Linked DNA regions of Sus scrofa: region 1 is linked to region 2. Evidence: chromatin contacts called from public Hi-C data. All regions are on one chromosome and are shown on one strand. The core of a region is the stretch at or near the end of the contact, and the rest is flanking DNA. Distances in the headings are between cores, read along the strand shown. Region 1 holds the start of B4GALT6 (beta-1,4-galactosyltransferase 6). Region 2 has its middle 34 kb from the start of TTR.

What was found. Hi-C and Micro-C count contacts between places; a contact is called where the count stands out from the background.
Region 1: a Hi-C map of liver shows a contact between it and region 2, with 2.1 times the contacts expected there. The contact joins the promoter of B4GALT6 here to the enhancer-like site in region 2. A contact is called at or near these places in 1 of 5 promoter capture datasets (liver) and 3 of 47 Hi-C or Micro-C datasets (embryonic fibroblasts, fibroblasts and liver).

Annotation. Positions count from the first base shown.
Region 1 is chr6:115,591,948-115,594,647 of Sscrofa11.1, reverse strand. B4GALT6 (beta-1,4-galactosyltransferase 6) reads left to right here and starts at 1,383. Exons shown (of 9, transcript XM_003127886.5): 1 at 1,383-2,549. The coding sequence starts at 2,435.
Region 2 is chr6:115,461,130-115,463,829 of Sscrofa11.1, reverse strand. No RefSeq gene overlaps it. Among named protein-coding and RNA genes, the nearest start is that of TTR, 34 kb to the left of the region's middle. Within about 2 kb of position 1,384, at least 11 of the 83 cell types and tissues checked have an H3K27ac peak or open chromatin away from gene starts, as enhancers often do. A contact at or near this core is called in liver, where this site is marked.

The DNA of each region.
Region 1 (2,700 bases), core at 134-2,633, 130 kb before region 2:
AGCAAGGGCAGGGATCGAACCCGCAACCCCATGGTTCCTAGTCGGATTCGTTAACCACTGCGCCACGAGGGGAACTCTGTCACCATTCATGGATTTCTTTCGCTTGTATAGATTTTTTTTTTAAACAAGTGAGTTTTATCTTTTATGTAATAGGTTGCTCCATTTTGTATTTCAGAGTCCCCTTAAGCATCTATAAATGCTGCAAAATTGTGTCATTTTCTTTTACATTACATATCAAATTAGCCAGAGAACTTGAGTAACTTGTAAGTACTCCAAAAAGTGAAATATTAAGAAATGAAGTTGAACTTGTGATTTCATCCAGTCAATTGTCTAATGAGATGTAAGGGAACCTCTTAGGTGCCAGACATCATGTTTAGCATTTCATAGTTATCTGATTTAATCCCACAACCTGCAAGCTTGTTATCATACCCACCGTTTGAAAGCTGAGGAGAGGCTTGCAGAGGGTAGTAGCTTGGCATGACTTTCAGTTAATCAAAGGCCTTGGTGGAATTAACTCAGGTGTTTCAGGTTCCACATAGTTTAGTACTACTCAGAGATGATGGAAGGCATGGGTATCCTGCTAGGAAGGAACCAGATACACTGCATCTGGAAATACTGAGCAAACAATGGCATGCAGCCACTCCTTCCATGATTAGCTGCAAAACAAACACCTGCAAACACATTTGGGAAAAATGTATATAGCTAAGGACTAACTAGTAGGAAAAGGCAGCTTTTGAACAAAGGGTAGACCACGACCTAGGAGGTGCATTAAAACAATTTGCCTATTGAAGCTGGTTGGTGCTGCAGCGCTCAAGGGCCTATCTGCGCCCAAGTCTTTTCCGCCCCTCCTGAACCCGTACAGCTAAAGTAGGACTACTCAGTGTTCACCTTCAGATGGGAAGGCAAGTTCTAGCATAAGGGATATACACAGATCCGTATCCCATCCTTATTGTACGTTTCTAGAGGAAGTGCAGGATGGGAGGTTTCATTACGAAGAACACCTGGTTCCCAGAGCATGCACTTTGGGAGGAAAGCACATCACAGGAGTCTCCTCCTCAGAGATACTCCCTTTTCCTCCAGGCACAGCATCTTTCGTTATCCATCCCCAGGGTGGAACGTATTCGAAGCTCAAGTCTCGTCTCTCAGCCCCCAGCAGCGTGGCAAGCGCGGGGGTGCCAGCGCGCGCACCCGCGCGCGGGGGCGACAGTGACGCAGAAGGCGGCCGGGGAGCGGGTCCTAGCGTGAAGGGGGTGGGGTGGGCAGGTTGTTCTGCGCGGTGCCGCTCGGGCCAATCAGGAGGCGCGGTGTTTCGGGCGCGGGGAGGGGAGGTGTGGGCGGGGGCCTTGGGGTTTCCTCCGGGCGGGCGCAGCGCCGCCTGCAGTTCCGAGGGAGCGCGCCAAACCCTCGGGGGTCTCTGGACAAGCTCCCCGGCCCTTGGAGGTCCGCCCCTTCTGCGTCCCAGACGCGGCTCCGACGGCTCCCGGGCTCATCTTCAGGCTCCTCGGCTCTGACCGCAGCGCCAGTCGCCCCGCGGCTCTTCGCCTGGTGTCCGGGGGCCGTGCGGGGGCGGCGCCGGCAGGGGCGCCTCACCCCGGGCCGGCGGCGGTAATGCTGTTGCGGTTACCGCCCTTGCGGCCGTGCGGACAGCTGGCGGTGGCAGAAGCCGGAGCCGGAGCGCGCTCGCCGCTGGCCGAGACGCCGCCCTCGCTTGCGCTCTGCTCCCGCGGCCGCCGCGGGAAGCCGGGGCCCCGCGCGGCATGAGGAGGAGGCTGTGCGCCGGCGAGCGCCTAGCTCCTCGGCCCCCAGGGCCCCCTCGGGCCCCCGCGCATCGCGCGCGCAGGCTGCGGCCCCGGCGTCCACGCTAGCCCCGCACAGGCACGAGACGCCTCGGCCGGGAGAAGGAGGCGGTGCGGGCCTGCGGAGTGCGGGCGGCCAGGACCTTGAGTGCCGGGGCTTCGCGACTTGGACCTTGGCGGGCGCAGGCAGCTGGAGCCGCGGGGGAGCCCAGCGTGCTGCAGTCGGCGGGCCCTCTCCGCAGGGGCGCCGCGGTGCGCAGCCCGCGCCTCTCCCCACCTGCAGTCCCTCCTCCCGCCGCTGCCAGGCCGATCGAAAGCGCGTCCTAGCCCTTCCACGGCCTCCTCGGGTCCTTAGGTCCCCGGGCCCCCCGCCCCGCGTCCCCTCTCCCCTGCCCCCTCCCTCGGCGTCCTCCGGCTCTTCCCCTCCCCCGACTCCCCAGCCTCCCATTCATTCCACTCGCTCCCTCCTCTCTTCTCCCCGCTCGGGCCCTCTGTCCCCAGAGCCTCCGGGCACGGACCCCGCTGCAGTCTCGGGGTTTGTTTTTTTTTTTAGCACATTCATGGAAGTTTAGGGCCTGGACGGTGCCCCCAAGTCCGGCCTAAGAGTGCAGCCTGAGCTGCTGGCCGGGAAGAGGAAGATGTCTGTGCTCAGGCGGATGATGCGGGTCTCCAATCGCTCCCTCCTCGCCTTCATCTTCTTCTTCTCCCTCTCCTCGTCTTGCCTCTACTTCATCTATGTGGCTCCGGGTATCGGTAAGCACCGAGACACACCCTCACTTCCCACGGTCACAGTGAAGGAAACGCTGCACCTTACTTATGGGATTTGGAAGCTGTATAAGCGGGGGTCCGGCAGAAAGCATTTTATTTGAAATGTGATTTCAGACGTGTCACATAAACTGCTGCA
Region 2 (2,700 bases), core at 135-2,634:
TCAGCTTACCTTTTCATAAGGGAGACCAAAGTGAAATCAAGTTGTCATGGGAACAAACATAGCTCAATGATTTTCTCGAACAGTCTAATTTCAAGAACTTTTATTATTTTTAAATGTAAGAGATTCCTTAATTACTCGGTTTTGTTTTGGTTGCTTAACTCCATAAGACTTGGTATATAAATGAATTCATCCATCGGGAAAATAATCTTCTGTCAAGTGCCGGTCTCCCAATTTTGTTTAGGGAAACATTTTGGCTATAATTATATCTGGCCTCTCTGTTTGTTCAGTGACCTTGTTGACATAACATTTAAAATTTACACCGAGGAAAGAGGCTCCAGAATACATGGAAAAATCAATGAACGTCAGAGGGAAAAAAAGGTTAATATTTAATGTTCACATGGGTTGGGGTTATTTTCAACTTTCCCCCGCCCTCTTCTTTAGTATTTCCCACCTGCAACCCATCCCCCACCACACCCCAACGGCTCGTTCTAAACTCTGCTCATAAGATTGTCCTGCTTAGAAGTTTCCTGTGGCTCTTAACTGCATCGAGTCTGGGACTGAGGACTTAACCTCCCCCTGTATCCCTACTTTCTGCCATGTCCTCTGCATGTCATTTCTCAAACACTAGCCACCCTCGGCTCTGTGAGGTGAGCATTAAGCTGATCCCTGCTGACTTAATCTTTACTTTTCATGAAAAGCCCGCTTCTCTAAGAAGCCCCTTAGATATTCCCATCCCCAAGTTCATGGAGGAATTAATTTCTTCAAGCAGCCTTGGTGCTATCTTTGACATCTTGTTTATTACTGGGCTGTCTTGGTTTTCAGAAGATGTTTGTAACTACAATGACCACTACTGTGTCAACCCCTGAGGGGCAGAGGCTGGGTCTTACCTTTGAATAAACTTTAAAGTCACTAAAAGAGGCTCTGCCCATAGTGAGAAGGCAACAAATGTTAGTTTCATTGCATCTTGCTTTGCAGAAAAAATCAATATCTATTTGTAAATTAGTCCACACCAGGATGATTGTGTTATTTGTAAATTTGTTGGTCAATCCCTCCTCGAAAGGGCAGCATTTTTAATAGAATCAAAGTCTCATGACTGACCTTGAGAAAGACATTTTGTATTTCACCACAGAAGGAGCTGTACAGATTTTATCAGCCTTTCATAATCTGGGCTTCTTTCCTCAGGCACTCCTGAAGCATATCACACTTTATCTGGGAGGAGCACAGGTAGCAAAGGCAGATATTAGCCTTTGTGAGTTTGCCTTGCTTATGCCCTTGTTAAATTGCTTAATTTTTTTCTTTTAGTTTTGATACTTGGACTTTGCCTTCTTTTGCTGCATGCATAGTGCCATCTTGTGGCCCGAAGCATATGACACACATTTAGTTCAAAGGCGATGGTTTTGGGACATGCCCAGGAGAAATGTGCTTCTGTTATTCCACCTCTTTCTATGGTCCAGAGGATCTCCAAACAGAAAAACATGTCAATTACTACGAGGTGAATGTACACATAGTTTGCTGTAAGCCAACTCAACTTGGGCTTCATTCTAACAAAAGTCTATTTAGAAGTATTTATGATGTTTATATTTTGTGCATTTCCTCAACTTTTTCAGAGCAGTACCCCAAAGACTGTTTTTCCTTCCTCACCCCAATATTTTCCCGAAGAGAAAAAGGCCGTGTAAAAATGGGGTGACGGTAAGCATGGACCTTGGAGGGGCTGGGAATGACAAAGCTCGCGAAGACTGCAGCAGGGTCTAACTCAGAGGGTTGTGAAACCAAACTTTCTGCTGCAAGAAGCTGAAAGCAGTTGATATGGGAAGTGGGACTTCTGGGTTCCATCCTGATGTCAGCCTTGGGTAAGAGGACAGAATAAGGAAACAAATCTTTAATACAGTGAGTAAAATCTCTTGGCAATCCAAGCAACCAGAATATATAAAGAAACTCTGAAATAAACAGAAGAAATGTTGAGTCATTAAAAGTAGTTCCCATTATGCACTAAAACCTCCCTAGTTCTCTTTCTCTCAGAACCCTTCAGGCCCTTCTCAGAATTCACTGATTATGACTTTCTGATGATGGAGGTCCTGCCATGACGCAGTGGGTTAAGGATCTGACTACACTAGCTCCTAGCCACTGTGGAGGTGCAGGTTCAATTCCCGGCCTGGGGAACTTCCATATGCCTGGGTGCAGCCATAAGATTAAAAAAAAAAAAAATTTGGAGTTTCCGTCGTGGCACTGTGGAAATGAATCCAACTAGGAACCATGAGGTTTCGGGTTCGATCCCTGGCCTGACTCAGTGGGTTAAGGCTCTGGTGTTGCCGTGAGCTGTGGGTAGGTTGAAAAGGCAGCTTGGATCTGGCATTGCTTTGGCTGTGGCGTAGGTTGGCAGCTATAGCTCCAATTGGACCCCGAGCCTGGGAACCTCCATGTGCCAAGTGTGTGGCCCTAAAAAAAAAAAAATTCTGTTGAGGACAAAAGTGGGTTTGTGATGCTGCACTTTAGTGGTTGCAAATTAAATGAAGGACAGACAGGTGAGACACTGACATCATTGATCACACATAGGTTTAGGAAATCAATATGAATATTTTGTTGGATTTTCCAAATTTTCAATTGTCTTGTTTGAGTGTATCACGAGAGGATACAGACCAAAGAGGCCCATTCCTGTTTTCAGTGACCTCAACTCCTGATGAGGATGGGGATAAGAAACAA